2 separate regions of the Bombyx mori genome follow, and region 1 is linked to region 2. Evidence: chromatin contacts called from public Hi-C data. All regions are on one chromosome and are shown on one strand. Each heading gives the region's core, a stretch centred on a gene start, on an enhancer-like site or on the middle of the called end of the contact. The rest is flanking DNA. Distances are from core to core; before and after follow the strand shown. Region 1 overlaps LOC101737321 (pre-mRNA-splicing factor ATP-dependent RNA helicase PRP16). Region 2 holds the start of LOC119629177.

Evidence for each region. A called contact is a pair of places that touch in the nucleus more often than the background predicts.
Region 1: a Hi-C map of posterior silk gland shows a contact between it and region 2, with 1.8 times the contacts expected there. The contact joins the enhancer-like site here to the promoter of LOC119629177 in region 2. A contact is called at or near these places in 4 of 7 Hi-C or Micro-C datasets (midgut, posterior silk gland, an unstated tissue and 1 more).

Annotation. Positions count from the first base shown.
Region 1 is chr11:18,418,135-18,424,941 of ASM3026992v2, forward strand. It overlaps LOC101737321 (pre-mRNA-splicing factor ATP-dependent RNA helicase PRP16), which reads left to right. Exons shown (of 21, transcript XM_038014207.2): 13 at 4,354-4,437; 14 at 5,469-5,619; 15 at 6,471-6,568. Among protein-coding and RNA genes, the nearest start is that of LOC101737172, 23 kb to the right of the region's middle. Within about 2 kb of position 3,562, at least 6 of the 8 cell types and tissues checked have open chromatin away from gene starts, as enhancers often do.
Region 2 is chr11:18,339,808-18,347,264 of ASM3026992v2, forward strand. LOC119629177 reads right to left here and starts at 5,254. Exons shown (of 4, transcript XM_038014209.2): 1 at 4,681-5,254; 2 at 4,089-4,264; 3 at 3,182-3,289. The coding sequence starts at 5,017. All of the region lies in intron 11 of LOC101737321 (pre-mRNA-splicing factor ATP-dependent RNA helicase PRP16), which reads left to right.

The sequences.
Region 1 (6,807 bases), core at 2,312-4,811, 77 kb after region 2:
ACCCCGGGCCTATATATGTAAATCGATTCTAAAGGAGTAAACTCCAAAAAAAAAAGATAAAATCGGTTCAGTAATTTAGGAGTCCATCGCGGACAAACAACGTGACACGTAATCTATAAATATATTAAGATAAAGATGATGACCATACAACTGACCTAATGAAAAGCAGTCACAACAGTTATCTGTCGATAAATTGTTAATGTCAAAGTCAGAATAGGACCGCTGCTTACAAGTAAAGCGTGCTCATAAATACATAACCTTGCTTGAACAATATTTGAAAATGTATTGAAATGAGTTATTAATTGACTCAGCTTACAAAAGGTTGTGTTGTAACATGAATAAAATTATATTAAATTAATAATAAAACGATGTACTTGAAACAAAATTTGTATCTAGGTTATTTATTAATTTTGTGTTTGTACGATTCGATCGATTGACTCTAGTGGATTTGTCTACAATTGAATGAAGATATTTTTGGTGTAACAAAAATAAGACTATATTTTTTTTTACATTGCAAAACTAATTCTGTTAACAAAAATGTGTATATATCGACGCTTGAAAGGCAAACGTGACTAAGCGACAATAACTGCTTTGTACATAAATGATAGGCAATAACCATATACGATGCGCAAAAAATATATATATCTAGGTCTATTAAAATCATTTCAATCCTACAGCTACCTACTAGCTAGATTCTACTACAGCTAGATTCGTTAAAATAAATTTTGTTTTCAGGTATTTCAACTTTAAATAAGTCTACTGTAAAGTTCACGTATTGTCGCTTAGTCACGTTTGCCTTTCAAGCGTCTAATTATAAATATTTACACAAAATATGTAAATTTTTCGTCGTAATATTGGCAACACTGTACCGATCGATGTCAACGACCTACAGTCCCCGACCTACTAGAGAATGAATGGATCTAAAGCATTCCCTCCTTAAGTTACATTTATTGTCCAACTATTTAATGTACATATCTCTATAAATAAACATTCGAAAGATTTCAAATGCTTACGCCTTCGACCGAACTTCACTGGATATCTATAATCCTCATACATTATCAAAGTATAAAAACCGTCATGATAAAAATTCTCGTAGTAATCGTGACATGCACGAATATGTATCATCGATGTATGTAGATAAAATACCACAAAATACCACAAATACCACAAAGGACCTGATAGTAGAGATAAAAAAGAGTAAACATGTTACTCATGTCAAGTCGTCACGGTCTAATGGATAAGACGCCCGGTGTGCTTGTATCAAATGTTGCGCCAGCTTTACCAGGTTTTTTTTTATTGCTTAGATGGGTGGACGAGCTCACAGTCCACCTGGTGCTAAGCGGCTACTGGAGCCCATAGACATCTACAACGTAAATGCGCCACCCACCTTGATATATAAGTTCTGAGGTCTCAAGTATAGTTACAACGGCTGCGCCACCCTTCAAACTGAAACGCATTACTGCGTCACGTCAGAAACAGGCGGGGTGGTGGTACCTACCCGCGCGGACTCATAAGAGGTCCTACCACCAGTAAAAAACCGGGCGTTACCAGTACAACAATTCATCATCATCATCAGGTTGTATCTCTCTACTACTGAATGTAGGCCTCTCCCATAGTCCGCCACAATGAACGAAACAATTACTTCAGAAATAACTTTAACGTCGTGTAAGCTCAAATTGTAATTTGCGTAATTACTATACAATTGAGACAAGAATAGACTTGAAGGATAAATCCGAGTGCTGGCATTCTCGTTGTGGATGGACTTCGATAGCCAATTAACACTAGATAGACCTTTGAGGTCGTTCACCTTTATTTTATTGCCTTTGTAAGAAGACGAGCGTACGGCCCACCTGATGGTGAGTGTCGATGCACTAAAATAAAATAAAAAATCAAGAAATACTTGCATATCTATGACGAAATTGTATTCGTGAGCTTAAGCCGCAGATAGTGATTATTAAGTACGACTACACGACACTTTCTCCGGTACATTACGAAGGTATTATACAAATTTGGTAATCTGCCGCAATGGATTTACAGTCTTAATTGCATGGGTGACGGTTGTATTTACGTCTGGGATCTGCCGATCAGTGTTCCCATGTATATACTTATGCTCGCAAAACAATAATTTCATTTGAGATATATGTATGTACAAATTAAAGAACGTTGTTACAGCGTTTTAGTTACATAGACATTAAAACAACGAGAATTCTACCTTTCTTGATACCTGAGATCGAAATATAATTTATCTACAATAAGGGCTGGCCCAAACTAAGAAACTCAAACCCAGAAACAGGCAGGATGATAATACTTCCTGAGCGGACTTACAATACTGAATGCCACTGATGATTGCGCAAATTTTCTTTCATAATACCATGTCTTCATCGTGGAGGTTGGTCGTACCTGCCTGGTACATGCTTGAAGGATTTGAATATCGATATTTTTTTCAAAATTGTTTTCCGATTACCCCAATAGATTTGAAGCTTGAACTTCCTCCCATTTTGGATAGAAGAAACACATATGCGAGACGGATAGATGTTTCGTACAAATTTTGTCCAGATATAGAATTGCATTAAATAAAATCACATTCTCTCCCACACTTTGAAGACTAGTTTAACTGTCCAACTTTTTAGCAAACTTTAATAAAGGCACATAGTATATTTTTGAATCAATTAGCTATTACTGAATGATATACAATTTAAACAAGCTCACATAACTTCAATCCAAACAAAAGAGTCCTAATTTTAGTTAGCCATATGGGCGCGCCCTTCACACCTATCGATTTCATGGTCCTAATTAAATTTGTCATTCGCTTGGACCAACGGACGTTGACCCGCAGTTTGACATTATTGTACTTACAGGTGTACACCGTATAAAAAGGTGAACGGAAAATAATATAGAATTTATTATTGACGAACGGCAAGATGAGAAATTTGTCGAATAATGTGAAAATGCGACAAACGTATTAATGACATAGAATATTTCTGAAGATCTCGCTTTTACCGCATTAGGATTACGCTGAAATGTATAATATCAAATTGGCTCTTCCCTAAAAACGTTCTCAAAACGAGCACAAAGAGGATGATTGCAGCTCGAACTGAAAAATACTTTGTAAAAGCCGAGATCGATATAAATTTCGCTGCACAGTCTGTAGAGTTCAGTCTGGAGGCTGCGCAGTTCAAGGTTATCCCAAGAGCGCACCCTGCGACCTTGTTCAGTTCAAGACGCTAGACTATTCGTTCTTATATAAAAAAGAATCTACCCCGAGCACGGTCTTAACCTCTTCAGTTTACGGTTGATCTCCAATCATTTCAATTAGTTTAGTTTTCGTCCTCTAATTCACACTAAACAAATAGCTTTTTTCGGATATTAAAAAAGATGGATATCGTGATATCATTCAATATAAAGTAAAAATTATTGTATTTAAATAATAATTAGTAAATTCACGGTGCTTATGTTTTATGCTTATCTAATAAAAACACCGCAATCTTTTAATGTCTCAAATCAAAGCGTCCCCTAATGGACTTTAATATTTAGCGCAGTCGTATCTCCTCATAAACGTCAGAGATGCTACTGACGTCAGCTTATTCAATTGACGCGTCATACGATGTTGTTTTGTACGTATTGCAACTATTAATACGCGTTTCGTAAACATTTCAAAATGTTTGTTTTTATTCGGACATGACATGTCGTCAATGTAGAACCGTGTGCTTAGTGTGAGTTTTTTAACGTCCTCGATAGCGAAAAAGTTAACTAAAATGTGTATGTAATTGGAACAGCGCCCCTAGCGGCAAACATAGGCAAATGTTCCAACTCTATACAGATTTGAGTTAACTTTCACGCTATCGAGAACGTCAAAAAGCTCGCACTAATAAGCACACCGGACAGATCGTATTTTACAAAATTACCGGGTACTTTTTTTTAGGTAACGCAATTAAGTATGACCGGAATATTAGGTCGGAACACATAGAAGTCACAATGTGCAAACCGCCACTCAACTTCAGACGTATCGTCGGATTTGATTGTATCAGCTAATCCCACCTTAAATCTACAAAGCATGATTGCTCAGTGGCAGTAGTGAACAGAGTTGTGGCACGTATCCGTGCGGGCTCCTAAAATGCCTAGTACATTTTCTAGTACATACATTTTTTTTAGTTTAACTTGGTTGTACAAAGGACTTAGGGAAATCAACACAAATTATTGACGAACACATTTATATATTTTTCTTTAATTTATATATCGTATATATGTAAGCTCGAGAAAATCACTATAAATTAAAAAACAGAATTATAATTTTTCCACTTAAACGAGCTATTGTAAAAGTTTATTTTTTCATACTCTCATTTTCACTTTTAGGCTTTACAAATTCATCTGCAGCCAGACGAGGGCGACATTCTGATATTCATGCCAGGCCAGGAAGACATCGAAGTTACGTGCGAGGTAAATACGTTAAAATTTAATCAATATACCTACAAATGGGACAGGTACAAACAGGTGATAATCGGAAAGCGAATAAAAATTACTGTTCGAAATTACCGCAGATATTTTAACGTCGTGTCGTCATTTGGTGCTAAAAAATAAATAAATAAACGAAGAGTTACATAACCATAGATGAAATAAATATACATACCGAATAGCCACAATTGACGTCACGCGTCGTTTTAGCTTGACGTCAAACAATATCAAACCCATAAGACTTTTATTAAGTTATTTAAAAATGGTTACAATGTGTTCGTAATAAGAGAGAGAGAGAGAGAGTGTGTGAATGCTTTATTTATTGTATACAAAATAAATAAAAATCCTTAACATTAAATACAAAAAAGTACAATGGGCGGTATTATGGCTAAGAGAGATCTTTTCCAGACAACCATCAGATGGACAAGAATCACTTTAGACGAACGAATTACACGCGGTATAAGCTAAGTATTTAGTGTTCAAATCAGTTGCTATTCCTATTAGTACCACAAAGCTGAGGTGTGTGCCGCAGGAGGGGTACAATAAACCTGCTCGTTCAAAGCGATTTAGTATTCACGTAGTTACATCTATCGGATCCGATACTATTGTTACGCCGTTAAGAGTAACGCCATCTATCGCCGAATAGTCGAACGAATATCGGAGGATCTAGTAGTGTCTAGAACGCTCGAGAAGTACAACTCCATCTATTGTAAGATAGCGGAAACACACAATACTTGCAGAGATGGCACGCAGTCAGTCAGTAATCGTAGCTACTCGAAGCGAAATAGTGAATGGATCACCTGAAGCGAAGCGGAAGAGGCGAATTGAGAATTTTAAAGTGTTTTATGTGTTGAATACAGTGTTAACTTGTACTTTGGTGGAACCATTTATTTATCCCGAACCCCAGCGCGTAACACTATTTAACATTTAGGGCCGTGTGATCTTCTATTTATTGACGACAGAAAATAAATCTACTTATTTTTTACTCTTGACTTGTTTTACTTTACTTTTGTTAGGTATTAACAGAGAGACTGGGCGATTTAGACAACGCGCCCCCCCTGACCGTCCTGCCGATATACTCTCAGCTCCCCGCTGACTTGCAGGCGAAGATATTCCAGCGAGCGCCGCCCGGACAGAGGAAATGTATCGTCGCCACCAATATAGCAGGTAAAAGACGATCGAATCGAAATCGATTCGGATAATTCGTGTCACTCTAGATCGAATCGTATGCCCTTGCTGCTTACCGGAGTGGCAATTCATGTCACTTAGATCGAATCGTATGCCCTTGCTGCTTACCGGAATGGCTATTCATGTCACTTAGATCGAATCGTATGCCCTTGCTGCTTACCGGAGTGGCTATCGTGTATATGTCTTGGCGTGAATGTGGCCTGCTTTCTTGAGGTTCTACAAACCGAAATCCACGATAGCGCTATCTATGGCTGAAAGACCGTTTGATCCTTCGATTTTGAATTGCCTTTTAGATGCCATAGTAGGCATTATATGGTTGGGAATATCACGTCAACGTATTCTCCTGAATGCGGACCCACTTTTTTTAAAGGTATTCTATGACCTGGTAACTACGACCTTTCAAGTCAAGTCTTATTTTAATTTATATTCTTTTTTATGAAAAATGATAATATGAAGTGAAATGAAATGAGATGAGATGATATGGTATGAAATATAATCTCAGTAAAATGGTGGCCATTTACTGAGACTTTTTCAGTGGACTTTTTGGAGGATCCCGAGAAGTTACGTTCAGCGGCTCTGTTTGATTTTCCCACATTTGTGCACTTTCACAGATACTTACTAAACAGTTAATAAACCACAGTTATTACACATTTAAAACTGAAGAGACACTAAATGGACAAAATAAAACAAATCACACTTCACTCCTTGCGTTCCCGCCAAAAAGTCTGAATGCGGATGCTGAATGCGGACCCAGAACTCACAAAAACCACAAACACACACATGCCCTCACACGTGCACATATAAATCACACTCTGTCTCTGTCATTACAGAAACGTCACTGACCGTGGACGGGATCATGTACGTCATAGACTGCGGATATTGCAAGCTGAAAGTTTACAACCCGAGGATCGGTATGGACGCTTTGCAGGTACGAAGTTCAAATGTTATAACAGGTCTAACAGTCGATTTAATTTGACTGGGACCATCGACACCGCGAGGCTTGAAAGAGAGATCTCAGCGGCTGAATTTCAACCAGTCAATAAATGCACCACGTGATATTATTACACGGTATTTCCTTCGGTTCTCGCGAATCGTTAACAAATTTAACCTACTTTTACTGTTTGACGTCGCCTTCTTTATTGTCATTAGATTTGTTATTTTAGAATA
Region 2 (7,457 bases), core at 4,004-6,503:
ATTTCGAAGGCGTAGCTATCGTCTACTTCAATTCAAAGCGAACGAAAACGCAAAAACTACATACATATCACGTGAAACCTTAAACATTAACACAAAAGTCATTAGTGAGACCATACAAATTGTTATTGTACAGTTGTTTACCAAAAATCTAAACTCATTAAAATATCTCAACGAATTCTTAATTAGTTACAAATGATCGTCTGCCACCAATGAAATCATATCTTTGTTTACATAGACTGACAAGTAAACTACCCACCTTATAAGAGTCCTGCCGTCATTAACCAATAATAACAGTGAAATTTTAAACTGTAAATACCATTGAACTTTGAAAAGGAATTTGTGAATATCTGATCTTAAAACTACGTCATAATCCGATATCTTATAGATTGGAAAAAATTGTCGTCGGGAAAAATAATAACTTTGATAATGCGATATTTATCACTACATTTGGTTGCTAAGAAAGATATATTATGTAGGTAGATTAAAATTTACGCGTCCATAATATGAGCTTTCATTTGCGATTATATTACATTGTTTCTTTTCTAATGATTATGCCTTTAATAATCAAAATACCATAAAGTTACTTATTCGCCTTTTTGTTTTGATTTTAATTTTTTTTTTTTATTGCTTTGATGGATTGACGAGCTCACAGCCCACCTGATGTTAAGTGTTTACTGGAGCCCATAGACATCTACAACGTAAACGCGCCACCCATCTTGAGATATAAGTTCTAAGGTCTCAAGTATAGTATAGTTAAAGTGTATGTATTAAAGAGTGATTGATTCCTTATTTGTGTCCAACATTGAATATTGTAGTGAATTTCTGAAGTAATTCACAAAATAACAATTAAACAACGTAAATACAATGATGATGATTCATGTTACTGCTTACGTACATCTTTTGTTCCGAATCTAAAACTTATGAATTGCAGAATCAGATAATAAATGTTTATTTTTAAACAGTATACATTTTGATGTTGTCGCTTCCTTGAATCTAGCGAAGTTGCATACTTTTAAACATACATAAACGTATGTATAAATAAATATATATATATACATACATATAGGTATATTATTTGCGGATGATCCGCCTAACAATGATACCAAAAGAACAGAAAGAATTTAATTCCGAAAAAGATATTACATCGTTCACTACGCTTATTTTTCATTGAACTAAACGGAATCAATTTTATGTTTTTTGGTGTGTGCTGTGTGGGTTCTTGTATGCGTTAGGGGGGCGCTGCGATCGGTTTGATCTTTCGCAGATGAAAATCTGCCTGGCTTAGTAACATATAAAATGTAAGAAATATAAAAGATTAAGCTTACAACCTGACAACAGTGACTAAAGAAAAACAATTGAATGTTAGAACAGTTGCGCAGGTCGGTAAATGATTACGTATCCAGTAAGTACGCTATTGTTATAGTTACATGGCATCGTTTTTAATAGAATAACATTTTTAAAATAATGTAACATTAAAGTTTTAAAGAATTATTTTATATCTTACTTTGATCGTCTGTTATTTGTCACAGAGTTGGCAGTCCGTTCTTTTAATACCTTTTATTTCTTTAATGATTTCAATTTTGTTAATAATTTGATTTATTATCAATATTCGTGGAGCGGTTTATAAAAAGAAATTGATAAATCAGATATAACCAAACACTAAGCCCTGCATTGTTTTATGCTGTTTAGACATTATGTACTAAAAAAAATTACGCATATTTTCTTTAAACATTCCTAAACTGGTTTATCCTTTAAAATTTGCATTCATTTTGATTTACTAGTAAACATTTTTTTGCTAGATGTCTGAAAACGGCAAAAAAACTGCATTATTTTATTTATGATGACGGCATTTACATTGTTGATATCAGTATTGAGTGAGCACCGGTAACCACTTACTCCAGGAGGGCCATGAGATATCAATCAAAGCAATAAAAAAACACTTGAAGTCTAATACTCGGTAGTATAGTATGGTATTTAAAATCTGCCCCACTTTCAAACCAAAACACATTATTGCATATACCTGTACAACAAAAAGCAATTAATTTTAATTATAGAATGATATTACTAATATTAGATAATGTTTGGCGTTCAATTATGACATCGTCTTACGCAATAACCGTTTAATAATTAAAATAAAAACTAAAACGAATTAAAAAAGTGGACCATTTTCAAATTATTGTTATTATCGTTACGAAGTGATTGATCAAGAATTTAATAGATTCGTTCCTATACGTAAGTCGAGGTGAATGTACTTTTAGCTTGAAGAATCGTGTTTGTGGTCGGATCGAAGTATTTCTTACCGTAAAATATACGTTCTCGACCACTTTAATTATTAGTTTATATACATGGAACACATAAAATGATACCAAAATTCGTCGCACATGAATAATACACAACGTAGAGTTATATTTTAAACACAAACACAAACTACACAACATTAGTGAACAAATAGACTTTCTAATGATGGATTAGAAAAAAATAAACATTTAAAAAGAGTGGGCACATTGAATTAGCACTTTCTAACACCCGTTGTTTAATAACGAAACTCTCACCGGTATCTTGTTGTCAGCTGTAAGGGTCCAAAGCGCCTCAAGAGTTACCATCAAAAGATGATAATCATAGGTGTTTTCGACGTCGTTAAGCTGATCTGTAAACAAAATTGTTCCTTTGTGCGATCTTTTTTTTTTACTTCTGTCCCAAGACCCCATGCAAGGCTGCGTGAACGATCGCCGGCCGTCCGGTACTCCCCTTAATTTCAATGGCCCTTACTTGGAGTTCACAACGAAGCAAACTTAAACAGGATAGGCGTGAACATACAGAAAGCTGGATGATTTGCGATGATCCATTTCGTCTCGCAATAAGTTTTACTCACGGAACAAATGAAAAGCTGTATTTCGTGTTTCGCGAAATTTAATTATCCGATCAAAGGAATGGACAGTTTTACAGTTCTTCCGTCAGTTGACTCGCAACGGCATGCATTCTCCTTAATATGAATTAAAAGAAATTGATAATTTATAAATACAGTAACGTGCAGATAATAAAAGCCGATGATGTGCAAGAACGTGTTCTTTGTGTATTACAAATGGCGCTGGTTCTCTATTTCCGCTAGTAGGTATGAACAGCTGGACTATGAAGAATTCTAGAACATCATCGAATGTTGCGTTATGTGGGTTTAAATTACCTGTCTCATGCGAGCTTCTTGCGGCGTCTCACCGTAACGGCACCAATGGACGAAATGCAGGGTATTATGCCAGTTTCTCTCGAATCTGGACTTAGTTGCCATATCCAACTGCAATCAGTAGAAGCTTCGCCTTAGTAGCCGTCCGAACGTTCAATTGTGCCCACAGTATGCATAAAACGAAAGCGACGATGCTTTCGTCATCTGAAATAAGATGGTTTCCAATGCTGACGAAGGCCTACGTTTTCGAAAAGAGAACTTGAAAGTTCCAGAAAATGTGCTGATAGACTTAAGGGCTCGGACTTGCGTGAAATTAAACAAAAACGCTGATAAGAAATTTATCGGATAGAATTCTCTAGAAAATATGGAAAAGGCATTGAAGCGTTAATATTTCATCGAACCCTTTTTTGTGTGAAGGAGGCAAACTAGATTTGCATTTAAAATGGAGTACGTTTACAGATAAAAAAATCTTCGCCGAACCAATTGCGAGTCACGTCTTCACGATCGAATTATCAACAATGTTTACTTCACAGTTTATGTATGTTTCATAAACATTAAGGCGTTTTTATAGTATCAACCGGTAGCGTTATTATAACACAACATTATGAAATCATTTAAAATTTTAACACGTGAATCTAAAGGTTGTGTTATGTCATTTCCTTCGAAACCAGTTTCCAATTAATGAGTTCCTTCTGAGGTTGCTTTGAAGATGTTTTAGCGTTTCAACATTGTTACAAACTTAAAGGCCACGTATGGACTTGGCATAGATTATCTTATCGTAAAAATTGACGCGACTCGTAAAATTAGGGGATTTTTTTAAGAATGTATTGACAAAGTGTTGATTTTTTTTTTGCATTGGTACGTATGCTAGTGTGGACTCATAGAGAACGATTTGGTTATAATTAATCACCTTAGATCTGATATCTTTTTCGCTGTTCGGTGTCTCCTGTTTGTCGTCCACGTTGTTGATGCGTATAACAGAGTCTTGCTTCCAGAATGCGCTTAACGTTGTTTTTATCACACGTTTTCTCACACCTTTCTGTTGAACCGTGTACACGTCTATCTGTTCGGGGTTCTTTGTTTTTTCTGTTGGAAAATTAGATAGCATTTGATTAAGGAACTAAATTAATTTTACAATCATTAACCGCGTTCAAATCAGTGCAAGGCACTATCCATTCATCGATATATCTTAAATAGACCGGACATATATTAACATTACATTTTAAATTCATCACACGCCGATATTAATGTAAACATTCAAGCGTAGGCGTAAACGTTTCTACATGAATTATTTACAAATGCTATTGTGTATGCGACCGGCGACGCGACGTGCGGCCATGACTGCACCATGCCAACTTTATTTAGTAAATCTTAGTCTCGCCTCGAGACTCGTATTGTACACACGTATGCATTGGCTATAACGCCCTCATTTCAATGTTTCGCAATTCGTAAATCAGTCAAAAGCGGTTCAATACTAATCTATGATCGAAAACTGTACACACCTTTACCCTTCTTCCACATGGCGACGGCGTACATATGGTAGTCTGGTGAGAGAGTCGAATCTGGCGGCAAAGGGTCTTGAGCTCGCACTTCGAGGATGAATCCTGATTCCAGAACAGCGCATAATATGTTCTGTTCATCGTGCTTAAACCACTTGGTCTCGCGGAGTTTGTGGATGGCCACCGAAGAACCAAAACGTGTCTTCTTGGGGGCGAAAAGTGCTTGAGCCTGGCTCCCGAATCTGGACAGTAGGCCCTTCACCGTCGGCTGCGGCGCTAGGGTCTTTTCGGGCGGCTTGATCTGCTGGAAACTCCGGCAAGTTACGAACCTCGCTTCCATTGAACCCACTCCTGTGACGAATTCAAAAACAATTCTCGAATTCGATAGTTTAGAAATTGTTCTTAATCTTCGCGACTCGTTCGCGGCAAATGTACTCTCACTTCTACAAATCACGTACAACAAGCAGCACTTTCACAATATTTGTGGCGCGTGGTATCGAGCGTATCGCAGTACTCGGTTACATGGAAGCTCACTAACGAAAAACGCGGCGCGCGTGTCGGCCCGCGCTTTATACTAGAGAGGGGGTGAACGCGGGATGAGGAGGTAAAGACGGTCCACACTAGTGCTGGGAACGTAACGTTCAACTCTGTTATTTCGCTTATCGTCCATGTACTATTGAAATTCGACAAATATTTTAATTCATGTTAACAAAATTTTGAGAATTAAAGTAGGTGAAAACAATAGTGTTACTGTACGTACGCAAAGATTTACCAGATGTACTACATAATTATGCCGATTTAACGTACAAAGAACAACCAAACCCGTGCATTTCCAAGAACATTTTTCAAAATTTAAAATATTTTTTGTAATTGAATATTAATATTAAATTCTTCCTTTATACTTAATGTTATTCGTTGACCTACATTAAGTACACGACTACATAAAAATGTGTCATCTATACGTTCCTACCCTATTTTACTGGTGCTAGGACTTCTTTCTTGTGAGTCCGCATGGGTAGGTACCACCGCCCTACCTATTTCTGCCGTGAAGCAGTAATGCGCTTCGGTTTGAAGGGTGGGGCAGCCGTTGTAACTATACCTAGACCTTAGAACTTATATCTCAAGGTGGGTGGCGCATTTACGTTGTAGAGGTTTATGGGCTCCAGTAACCACTTAACACCAGGCGGACTGTGGGCTCGTCCACAAATATAAGCAATAAAAAAAAAATTGAATTGATTATTCGCTTGGGGTCTCCACTTTTGTCCCATTAGTTAGACCGTTGTCGCTTTTTGCAGAATTAAGCAACGAAATTAATTATTAAATGTGATCCACATCACTACGATGCACCGAGGTTGACCTCACTCGGTGCTGAGCGCCACACCCCCCGCAGCACCCCTCCCCTCGAGTCCCCTCTCCCGCCATCGCCACTCGCGGTATGAAGGCGCCAGCCGGCAGCCAACCTGCGAAACAACATTTTTTGTACCGTTTTTATTGCGATACCGTAATAACAATTGATTATACATTGTTGTTTACATGTCGGAGAAACTTTTTCGTTCATTTTCGGTACTTGTAACGTTTCTGTTTCAAAAATGTCAAACTCATCCGTGTAAACTGTGGACACAACATTAAAATATAAAATAGCTAATATTATTATTAATCTGATATCACAAGTGGATTGTGTAGAAATATCGGAAAGTCATTAAAAACAAAAATCGTGATAGGAACCCTTTATAATTATGTTTACAATTAAATAACCTACATTAAGTAATTGAAAGCATACAAAAGAAAATAATCTTTCTTGCTTTCCCAAAACCTCAAATTCCAATAAAAACGTTATGTAGGTATTTTAATTTATTTAAATTACGCACGATTAACATCTTCCAAATGTAAAGATGCTCTTATTATAATCGTATCAGGGTTAACGTTTGTAAATTTGGCAGTAGGTACTGAAAATGTCTCTAATGGCGTCACCGACTTGCTATGGGTCGCGTCTTAGTAGTCAATGCGTTTCGGTTCGAAGGGTGGGGTAGCCGTTGTAACTATACTGGGATCTTAGAACTTATATCTCGAGGTGGGTGGCGCATTTACGTTGTAGATGTCTATGGGCTCCAGTAATCACTTAACACCAGATGGGCTGTGAGCTCGTTCATCCATCCAAGCAATAAAAAAAAAAAAGTTTCGACAGCTTGGGGTATTTCATGAATTTTACTACGCTTACTGACCAGCTTGATTTTAACCGCCAAGCAGATACGAGAAATTTCGATTTCATATATAGTCTTAATATCGACGACAAAAAAAAATATAACAATCACAACGAGGCGTGGCTGTTACATTAAAATAGTACAGAATAATAAGTTCGTGAATGCCATGGAAAACGTGTTTCGAATACCAGTTTTGTAATTGTCGATTCGGTTTTCAAAACTCGAATCTATCGAGCCGGCTAAGACTGACGCGGTGATTCATGCGATATTCTGTTTGCTCCGTGCAAGTTACGTACTAAGCCCATAGATTTTAATGACTCTCTCTGAAATTTAATCATGGTTTTAAATTATTATTATTATTTATTTTTTTCTTAGATGGTTGGACGAGCTCACAGCCCACCTGATGTTAAGTGGTTACTGGAGCCCATAGACATCTACAACGTAAATGCGCCACCCACCTTGAGATATAAGTTGTAAGGTCTCAGTATAGTTACAACGGCTGCCCCGCCCTTCAAACCGAAACGCATTACTGCTTCACGGCAGAAATAGGCAGGGCGGTGGTACCTACTCGCGCGGACT